2 separate regions of the Sus scrofa genome follow, and region 2 is linked to region 1. Evidence: chromatin contacts called from public HiChIP or PLAC-seq data. All regions are on one chromosome and are shown on one strand. The core of a region is the stretch at or near the end of the contact, and the rest is flanking DNA. Distances in the headings are between cores, read along the strand shown.

What was found. HiChIP or PLAC-seq counts read pairs in DNA pulled down with a chosen protein or histone mark.
Region 2: an H3K27ac HiChIP or PLAC-seq map of skeletal muscle shows a contact between it and region 1. The contact joins two enhancer-like sites. A contact is called at or near these places in 1 of 47 Hi-C or Micro-C datasets (embryonic fibroblasts) and 1 of 2 datasets of contacts at active chromatin or transcription factors (skeletal muscle).

Annotation. Positions count from the first base shown.
Region 1 is chr9:129,026,669-129,032,027 of Sscrofa11.1, reverse strand. No RefSeq gene overlaps it. Among named protein-coding and RNA genes, the nearest start is that of CENPF, 17 kb to the right of the region's middle. Within about 2 kb of position 2,572, at least 12 of the 83 cell types and tissues checked have an H3K27ac peak or open chromatin away from gene starts, as enhancers often do. A contact at or near this core is called in skeletal muscle, where this site is marked.
Region 2 is chr9:129,154,928-129,160,286 of Sscrofa11.1, reverse strand. The region is part of intron 4 of PTPN14 (tyrosine-protein phosphatase non-receptor type 14); the gene reads right to left. Among named protein-coding and RNA genes, the nearest start is that of PTPN14, 43 kb to the right of the region's middle. Within about 2 kb of position 2,311, at least 4 of the 83 cell types and tissues checked have an H3K27ac peak or open chromatin away from gene starts, as enhancers often do. A contact at or near this core is called in skeletal muscle, where this site is marked.

The DNA of each region.
Region 1 (5,359 bases), core at 1,323-3,822:
CAAAATCTAGAGTATTGACAAACTGAAAACAGGTCAAGACCAGAAATGATTTTCACATTAAAGTGCATCAATATTAAACAAGTGACACTCTCCTGGAACGTTGGCACAACTGAGTGACGAAGAAGAGGCGAGCTGGGGAGGGGACTGTGGCCCACTTGTTTTGCCTCTTTCTCCCGATAATGATCTTCCACCCAACAGACTGAGCCCCTGGGGGGAGGGGGAGGGCAGGAGTGGGGACGAAATTATCTTCTAAATTATCTTCAATTTAGTCTGCTTCGCTTTTCTGTAGAAGTACCAACAGAAGGGAACAGAGGTTGAAGTAAATGAGGTGGAAATAAGATTCTGAATTATCAGTGTATTTCAATTATCTCTGCTCACCCTTGCAGGTTGACTGCACTCAATTTCCTTTAGACTTCCCTAGGTAGGGAAGTCTAGACTCATGAGAAAGAATGATTTCTCTCTCATGCAAGCTCTAGTCCCCGTACCAAACTCTAATATTTTTAAGGAAGATTACAAAAAACTTAGGAAGGCCTAAATAGAAAAAAACATGTCTACATTTTGATTCATATAAAACGTCTTTAAGACATTTTTGTTAATAGAGAGAGGGTTTTTCCTAGTATTTCTGGACCATATGTCCGAAGAGTCCCTCCAGGTCACCTCTCTGCGTATGTGCCCCAGAGTCGAGGAAAAGAAGTAACATTATACCCCCTCTATGTACACACTTTTCCTTCAGTTCTTCCTGTCTTTGTTGGAGAAAGAGCTTCCATTCTTTTGGAATGCTTTTTTTTTTTTTAATTTTTATTTTTTTTTGTCTTTTTGCTGTTTCTTGGGCCGCTCCCACTGCATATGGAGGTTCCCAGGCTAGGGGTCCAATCGGAGCTGTAGCCACCGGCCTACACCAGAGCCACAGCAACGCGGGATCCGAGCCGTGTCTGCAACCTACACCACAGCTCACGGCAACGCCGGATCGTCAACCCACTGAGCAAGGGCAGGGACCGAACCCGCAACCTCATGGTTCCTAGTCGGATTCATTAACCACTGTGCCACGGCGGGAACTCCATGGAATGCTTTTAAATTCTCATGTCAGAGAACCTTTACCGAAGCCAAACATGGGCCTCGGTTGATTCCAGTGGATTCGGCTGAACTAAGACTATGCCTGGATGGAACAGCAGGTGAAGTCAGTTATGTTCCACCTACATCTGTGGATGTAGAAAACCATGATAAAAGCCAGGCAGGGAGATCATAAGGTTATTTATTTTTTGAAGAAAAGAAAGAATTGGACAGCCAGAAAAGAAAGGAGAAGGGCTTTTGTCTCTACAGCGTCTATAAGAAACAGTGAAAATATTAGCAGCCTGATGAGGGCGGAGAGGATGGAGAGCATCCCAGGGGAACGTTCTTTATTTGCAAGGATGCTTAGAGGATCTGGTGTTGGACCTGGAAGGGGGTGAGAGGTTGGGTTAAAGAGGTGGGGAGAGAGAATTATAAGGAGAGGTTGGAAGGGGGCACAAAGGTTGGAATGAGCACACTGGTGGGGGTGGGGGAGGATGCGTACTGAGGAGGCTTGTTTGTCTACCCAAGGGAGGGGCTGCCTCAGAAAAGGACACAAGCCTCTTCTCTGAAGGAGGGTCAGGGACGGGCCTCGCTGTGGCCCGGGCGTGGCCTGCGCTGCTTCTGTCTGGCAGAGATCCTTCATTGAGAGCCTTTGCACTGCCAAGGAAATTCGCCCCCAGATCAGCTGAGTTAAACTTCAACTCTTCCCGGCCCCACCACCAACCCTTCCGGATCTTGTCCTTTGGCCATAAGACCTTTAAAATTGCTGAAAGAATGGGGCAGAGAAGAAGAGGTTAATGGTTTTTCCTAAGCAATTCATGTGGGCATGCTATTTGAATAACTAGTGTTCTAGGATTCTCTTCATTTATTTTCCACTAGAACATTCAGCCTCATAACTACTCCTTGCAAGGACAATTCTGGAATTCCCTGTCTTTATCTGTATCTTTCTCTCTCCCTTTCTTTGTTACAAACATGCACACGCACAGCCAGAGTTTCCTGTAGGTTCTGACCTGGGCCCATGTAAGAGCACCAGCTGTAAAGGTAGCAGAGGAAATCTCAGCATTTGACTTTCAGCTCCTTATAAACATAGGACTGTGCATACAAGTTGCATACAAAAACACGGAATTATACTACTTGAAAAAAATCTGGCATTTCCCCTAGAAGGAAAAAAATAAAAATCCTGTTGGCCTGAGAATCTTGAATGGTTCTTTTTCTTTTTCTTTTCTTCCTTTTAATTCCTGAATCTTACCAAGAAGATCCCGGGGAATGATTCGCGTTTTCCAAGTGTGGGTCTCAGTTATTTTGAAACCCTCCTCTTTGGGAGCTACTCAGGTGTGTGGATCTTTGTAAAGAGATGGTCTTTGCCCAAATACCTAACTCAGTCTGCTCTCCTGTTCTCTTTCCGTGAGATCCAAATCTTTACGATGAACTTAAAAAAACAAAAAACACCTGGTCTGGCACCCGGTGCAGATTCTGCAACTCTAAGAACCAAACCATTCACCGCCTGGCCTTCGGGTCGGGTCTGCCAGCCAAGAGGGAACAGGAAGCTTGCCTCTGAGTCCAGGACTATGGAATGCAAACCCCCAAGCAGTTATTTGCTGTGGTTTTCAGCTTTGTCTTGGAAATTAAGAACAACGTGAACTCTTTTCTAAGTAGCATTTTAGTCAATAAATACCAACCTAGCACTTGAAGTCTTTGAACCTACTCCAGTAGGCACCCTTTGCACAATATTTTAACACTATATTAGTTTTTAAAGCCAATCTAATCTGGGTACAAGTGTACGGAGTGCCCAGATCGCCTGGCTCATTAGGTTGCTATTTAAGACCAAGGAAGATCAAATACCCTCACCTAAAAATCCTTAGTAGGCATTTCACTGCTTTATGTAAACCTCGGCCAGCTGCTGGACTGTTTTTCTCATGGGCCACACTAGAGTTGCAGTTTTCAGATTTGTAGAGGGGTAGGGGGCCATGAGAGAGAAAGGGCCGGAGTTTCATGCAGCTAATGCAGATGTGCATTTAGACCAAATGTCTGCTGGCAATCCAATTTAATAGCTCATTTCCAAATCCTTTCTTGGAAGAAGAATTCAGATTACATAATCATGAAAAACAAACCTGTTGCCACCCAGCATGAACTAACATGTTACAGTACTTTATGGCTGAGGGTTATTAAGCCCAGAACCCAGTTTCATGCACAGAAGAGAACACTGGGAAAATGAAAATATGCCAGTCTTGTCAGAGTAATGCCACTTAGTAGCAGTTCACTTTTCTTGTTACTTCACACTACCTTAAGACTGTGGGTTGATTAAGTAGGTTCTCATTTACTGCTGATTAAGGCCATATGATTATTAGCAACCTAAGAGCCTATTAGAGCAATGCGTTAGGTAAGCTCTTCTTAGTGGGATGACCACCTTGGGTGGTCCTAGGCATCCCGAAATTCCCACCACATGCATCCTCCTGCTGGGTTGCCTTTGCTGACACTGCAGCCCTGGGCAATGGCAGTAATGACCTTTGATTCTCGTGCAGCTGTTCACAGCACACACTGTTAAATTCACCCAAAGAAGCCTGGTATTCTGAGTCTTTAAATGTCTCAATTCCGGTAGCCTTAGAAACTAAATCTAAGCTAGATTTTAATCGATGTTTCCCAGCTTAAGAGCCATACATAGACTCTCTCCTAAGACTCTTACTTGAGGTTCCCAAAGGAAATCTATTCATATCAGCTGTGGGGCTGAGTCGATAGCCAGGCATTCAAAGGGGTTTCTTTCTCATTTCAGACAGGTAACCCAATAAAAAGAATGTTTTGTTTTTGGCCGCACCCTCGGCCTGTGGAAGTTCCCAGGCCAGGATGGAACACCAGCCACAGCAGTGTCCCAAGCCGCTGCGGTGACAATGCCGAATCCTGAACCCGCTGCCCCACAGGAGAACTCCTAAAAAAACTTTTCTGCCTCCAGCAAAAAGTTGACCTAAATTTCTATTTTCAACACAGAAGTGAAAAAAAGAAAACAATCTGACTCATCAAATTAGGCAACCACCAACTCATCATCGTATAAACTTTCCTGTGATTAACATACCTTATGAACTAACCAGGAGGTGGAAAATCCCCTTGGTTCACCCAGCAGAAAACACAGGTGATTAGAGGACCTAGCCTCTCCAGAACTGTAAGTACCAACAGTCCCTTCTGAGTACTTACCATGTGGCCCGGTACTAAAAGCTTTACACAGATTATCTCACTTAATCCTCATAAGAGCCCCGTCAAGTCGAGGAATTTGCCCGATGTCCCACGGCTGGTAGGTGGTAGGTGGAAGCCCTGGAGGTGATCCTCAGTTTGATACCCGTGGCCCTGCGCTGCACTGCGCTGCCTCCTGGTTACCAGGCAGCAGGGGAATTGAGAAGGCAAGGAAAGCACTCTTCAGATGCTGCGGACACCAGATCACCTGTATACGTCCTGAACACATCATCTGTCATCTTTGACTTTGTGTGAAATCATACATTTCTCTTGGTAATTCAAGAAGCACACGCAAATCTAAAAAGTGTTGGTTACCTGTTTGTTAAGTAGCCAAGGGTTTCTATTTTCTGGTGCTAGGATCCCAGAAGCGAAATCTCCTTGGAGGGAAAATATAAGGGGGTAATTTTATACCTTTTATCTCCCAGGCATCTGGCTAGGTGATACCAGCTAAGAGGATGGCGTGGTGCCTACAGTTCTTCCTCCTTTAATTTCCAAGCGGCAAAGGAGACAGGAATACACAGTGGTCCTTAGCTCATCTGTGGTTCATTTGTACTTCAACTCACCTCTCCGCTCCTGGACGGGGCAAAAAGGCAAAGGTTCTTTTCCCACTTTTTCTCTCCCCTTCCCTCCTGAGGACTGTCTCTCATCACATAGCTGGGCGAGTACACTCAGATGAGTTTCCACCTTTTGGAGGCCCTGTGATCCATTGTTCACAGTTTCCACATAAATTCCTTGAAACTTACTTGTGCCTAGCGTGGGGCTAGGCATTCAGCATCAGTGCTCACCTTTTTGGGTGGATATTTGGGGAACTCCATTCCTATAAAATCAGGCACTCTCTGGAGGCTGTTCGAACACTGCATCAGCTCTTGCAGGCGGGAGTGGTTTTCAGGTTGAGGATGTGAAGAACCCAAGTCAGGGCTCCCCTTGGGAGAAAGGAGGAGGAAGGGACCCTCATACGACATTTATCTCAGGCTTTTCTGGTTTGAGAAGTGAGGACTGGAATATAAGGGGCCATAAAAGCTGCCCTCTATTTTGTATCCAGTACACAGTGAAGAGTCCTTTGTTTTATTTTGTCTTTTGTCTTTTT
Region 2 (5,359 bases), core at 1,062-3,561, 130 kb before region 1:
CTGGCCTGGGAACTTCCATAGGCCGCACTTGCGGCCCTAAAAAAAAAAAAAAAAAAAAAAAAAAAAAAGTCATGAAAACTTTAATGTTTTCACAACTTTGGAATTTTATTTGGTTGAAATGATTTTATTATTGTTACTCAATTTACCTACTGCTTCATGTTACATTTACCTAAATTCAGTAGAAATTGACAAACCAGAAAAGCCAGAGAATTACTGAAATCCATAGACAGTATTCTCAGTTTTGAAAACAATATTCTCTTTTTTTAATTAAATTCACAATTTTAAAGCCAGGGTAAATGGTGGAAAAGGTTCCATATGAGGGTTTCAGGTCCCAGAGTAGGACAATTCAGGTAAGTTGTTGTTACTACTTTTATTAAGGACGTACATACTGCTAAATTCTTGTGCAATAAGTAATATTTAATAACTTGTTTAGGGATATATCATACATTACATTATGCATAGTCTATTAGGCATTATCAACATTTAACAAACTGGAAGACTAAAATGCTAGACTCTAAAACAGGAAATAGGAGTTCCCGTTGTGGCTCAGTGGTTAATGATCCGACTAGGAACCATGAGGTTGCGGGTTCGGTCCCTGCCCTTGCTCACTGGGTTAAGGATTCAGCGTTGCCGTGAGGTGTGGTGTAGGTTGCAGACGCGGCTCAGATCCCGAGTTGCTGTGGCTCTGGTGTAGGCCAGTGGCTACAGCTCCGATTGGACCCCTAGCCTGGAAACCTCCATATGCTGCGGGAGCAGCCCAAGAAATGGCAAAAAGACCAAAATGAATAAATAAATAAAACAGGAAGTAAAAACTGTGGAACCTTGGGTTCTCCATGGTGATCAGGCCAAGGCCCCCATAAAGATGCCCATAGTTGTTCCACAAATAAGATCACACTATTTTCTAGGTTCCTCAGCCTAAAACAAACTTTGCTATTTTTTTTTTTTTTTTTTAATTTTTTGGCCTCATCTGAAGCATGTGGAAGTTTCCGGGCCAGGGATCAAACCTGAACCACAGCAGCAACCTGAGCCACAGCAGTGACAATGCCAGATCCTTAACCCACTGAGCCACCAGGGAACTCCTGCAACTCTTTAATTCCTTCCCAATTCCTACAATCCATCCTGAGAGAGAATGTCTCTAACATCTATTTACAGACATAAAACAGCAGCTGCCACTGAAAGAACATCAGGATAGAGCTGTCTTCCATTTAACCAAACTTCGCAAGTGTAAGACGCACCTGTGGCGCCAAGGAAAAGATTCTGATTCAGGCAGTCAGGAGTGGGGTATGAGAATATGCATTGTTTGCTTGTTTTTTTGTCTCTTCTAGGGCCGCACATGTGGCATATGGAGGTTCCCAGGCTAGGGGTCTAATCTGAGCTGTAGCCGCAGGCCTATGCCAGAGCCACAGCAACTTGGCATCCGAGCCGCCATCTGCAACCTACACCACTGTTCACAGCAACGCCGAATCCTCAACCCACTGAGCAAGGCCCGGGATCGAACCCACAACCTCATGGTTCCTAGACAGATTTGTTAACTACTGAGCCATGACGGGAGCTCTGAGAATATGGGTTTTTTAAAGAATGTCACAGGAGATTGTGGGGCATGCAGGATAAGGACCCCACTTAAAGATTCGACCAACCCAATATCTTAGTTTCGTCTTGTTTTTAATAGTCATCACTTACCAAGAGTCTATCATCTCTTTAAATAATCTTCAATTGGAATCTGTTTATGTTATTCCAACAACACCCTCTTCAAGTTACAAGCACTGCAAGATTAGCATCAGGTCATCCTGGCGCTTGCTACCGCAGCCAACCTGGCTTCCAGACCCTGAACAGCTGCTCTGACCATCTGTGAAGCTGCAGGGCCAGGCCTGCCTTGTCCTGCTGCCCCGTACTTGCCTGATAACCGCAGTGCAGAGAGGAGGACCAGTCTGGGCCCTCTGGGCAAGATCTGCTCCCTTGCAAAGGACTGGGGTCAGGGTAGGGAGCCTACTTGGGAAATACATGTTTCTGATAACAACATAGTTTTAAATTTGCCTTTGCAACTCTACCTTTGGGAAGTGCCTGAGGAAATAAGGAACAAATTTGAACTTAATTTCAATGCCATCAAATCCTTTGTCTTTCGAAATTTTAATTTCCAGCACTCATGAGTCAGTATCAAATTTATACACAGCAGAGTTTCTAGCAAAGCAGGGTTTATGGCGATTTAGGCTCTGCTTATCATCAATTAGGTGCCAAGCCCCTTGGTGGAACTGTAATGTGCCAACTTGGCGAGGCTGAACTACATTTCCCAGAATGCTCTTCCCAGTATGTTTCCGGCTAGGTGGGGCCAGCGTGGATTCTTCTACCAGGTGACTGACAACTACTGCTCTGCAATTTCTCATTACCACACAGAATATCTCTTTTATTTAAAAAAACAAACATTATCTGCATACCCACTCTGTGCTGAACACAGTGATGGGTGCTTTCTGAGTTAATCACCTCCGACCGACTATAAACACAGAAGCTGCATTTCGGGGAGTTTACAGAGCCTGACCGAGAAACAAACACCTGCAAACTCCGTCTTCTGACTGCACGTCTGTGCTCCTAGTGCAGCACAGTTTTGTTTTTGAACTACATTTTATTCCCAGCTACTATTTTCCTTGAAGATTAGACTGACTACCAGTTGATGCCATCCATGATTGATTTTCCACCAATCATTCAAAATATACACAAATGCAGTCGGGCATCCACATAACTTGCATTGATATTTTCCACCAGCGTCTGTCTGAGTTTTCACAATTGGTCATTTATTTCAAAGATCCAAATCACTGGCCTTGTCCAGTTTTCCTTAGATCTATAGGTTTTGCTCTTTAGTTATTACTGTTAATGTCTTCTGGTGACGTTCTTCAAAACATTTGTTGTCCTGGTCAAAACCATTTGTTTTGTCTATGTTTTCTTTTTTAAAAAATAAATTTGCTTGGAGTGTATGTGACTTACAATGCTGCATTAGTGTCAGGTGTACAGCAGTGAATCATACGCATACGTATATATATCCATTCTTTAGCAGACTCTTTCCCCGACACAGGCTGTTACAGACTACTGAATAGGTTTCCCCGAGCTCTACAGCCGGTCCTTGTTACTGACTGATTTTGCATATAGTGGGTAGTGTACTTGGTATATGTCAATCCCAACCTCCCAATCCATTCCTCCTCACATCTCCCCTTTGGTAGCCATCAGTTTGGTTTCAAAATTTCTGAGTCTATTTCTGTTTTGTGAATAAGTTCTTCTGTATCATTTTTATTAGATCCCACATATTAGTGATCTCATACAATATCTGTCTTTCTCTGACTTACTTCACTTAGTATGATCATTTCTAGGTCCACATTGCTGCAAAAACAAAAACAAAAAGCCACATTTATTTCTAACATTGCTGCACCTCTCTGATTTTTGGTTAAAGTGTCTTGTGTCTGCCTTGCAATTTAGTGAAACATACGTCAAATGTGCTAGGCTCTGCTTTGAATAACGGTTAATACCTTTCTATGCTGGCAGGAACCAGTTTTACGCTGGTGAAATATCTACTTGCTCTCGCCAGCTGCAGGCACAAGCTTGACAGGCTAACCTTGATAGCTGGGCTGCTATGAACTGAAACATGTGGTGACATGTCCCTGCCACAATGACTCCCCCGCTGCTCTCACAGATGACACCAGAAAGCAGCAGTACCATCCCCTCACTGCCACACCTGGCAACTTGACACCTGCTGACACCTTTCTACTGTTTATTTCCAATGTCTCAGTTTTCCACTCTTCTAAAGGGCTTAGTGTCATCTGAAAGCTAGTCACTTTCACTCTGTGCCCAGGGCGGCAGATCACTGATTAAAAAAACCCAAAAAACAGAAACGTTAAATAACACCCATCTTAGTTCCAATCTCCACATAATGCTCACTATTTAAAGGACGCCATTCAAAGAAATGCCTGTTTTCTCTCACTCTTTGATTCTTCTGTCTAAACGACTTCCTTCCCTTGGACAAAACACATCTCTTCCAGTCCCGCAGGGTGTCTTGGTGGTGGCAGGGGGTGGGAGGGGTGGATGGGCAAAAGGCTTTTAGAAGTTTAAATAAACCCTATCCCTGGGCTCTCCCACGCCTGCATTCTTGGTTCACCTAAAACTATCCCAGTACAGGCTTAAGAGCCAGGCTTCTGTCCCTAAGCGGCTGTGTGACTGTGGACAAAGTCCCTTTACCTCCCTGGTTCTTTCTTCATCGGTACAGTAAACCAACTGGACTCCGCAATCTGTGGCATTTCACACCTGCATAAAAAACTATGATTCTAGAAAAGCCTAATCCGTCTCGAAACCGTACTTTGTCAAATAGGCTATGTTTGCTTAAAATTTGGTTTTTTTTTGTTGTTGTTGTTGTTTTTTTTTTTTTTGGCCTACAGGACATTAGCTTTTTGCTGATGGATAGAATTTTCTACGAGTAATCAGCACTGAGGCAGGTACTGAAAGCAATAAGGAGGGAAAGCACGAAAACCTTGAGCCCTGTCTGCACAGCGTCAAGTACAGGAACATGTCATCTAGCACCTTGGAATGATGTGACACAGAAACTGTCAACTGAGAAAAAGGGTACAACCTAAACCTTGGGAGTTATGTTTCATTTAGCAGACAAAACTGAGGACTTAAGCCCGGGACACAGCATCTCAGATAACCCCGAGGGGCTGCTCCAAAGACGCAAGGAGAAGAGCCAGGATATAGGAATCTTTGCAACAAAGACCAGGCGGTCGGAACACCAAAAATCACTGTGAATTAAGGAAAACCAGACATCTCAAGTTAAGGAATGTAGCCCTTTTCTATGTATGGGAAGATGCAAAGCCTGGGCTCATTCCTTTGATACACACCTCAGATATCTGGGGCCAGTATGCTGTTTTCCCATCCTGAGTCTCCTGGGGGCTGCAGTGGTAACTGCTAAATCTCTAGCGGGCATTCTTTATGTCTCCATTCTGAGTTCCCTCGAGGCTCACTGTTGGGGTGTCTGTAAAGTGATGGCTTGATGGCTGCAACATCCTTTGTTTCCTGATATGGCAGGTGATATTTTTCATTCACAGAACAAACTTTTCCAACTAGAATGTAAAGAAAATGATACTGTCATACCCAGCTGGACCATCTACAGTTTCGGGTAGGTGGCTAAAGTGTTAAGACAGCTGGACTCTGAGTGGCATAAAGGCAACAGAGCCAATCCAGAGATGTGGGTTGATCCCAGTACTGAAACACACTTCAACTTATATGGAAAGTACAAGTATTATCGATCACAACCTAAATACCTGTAGGGCCAGCAGGTCACATGAAGGACTTGGCGTTGCTGACTATAACACCTCAAGGAGTTGGG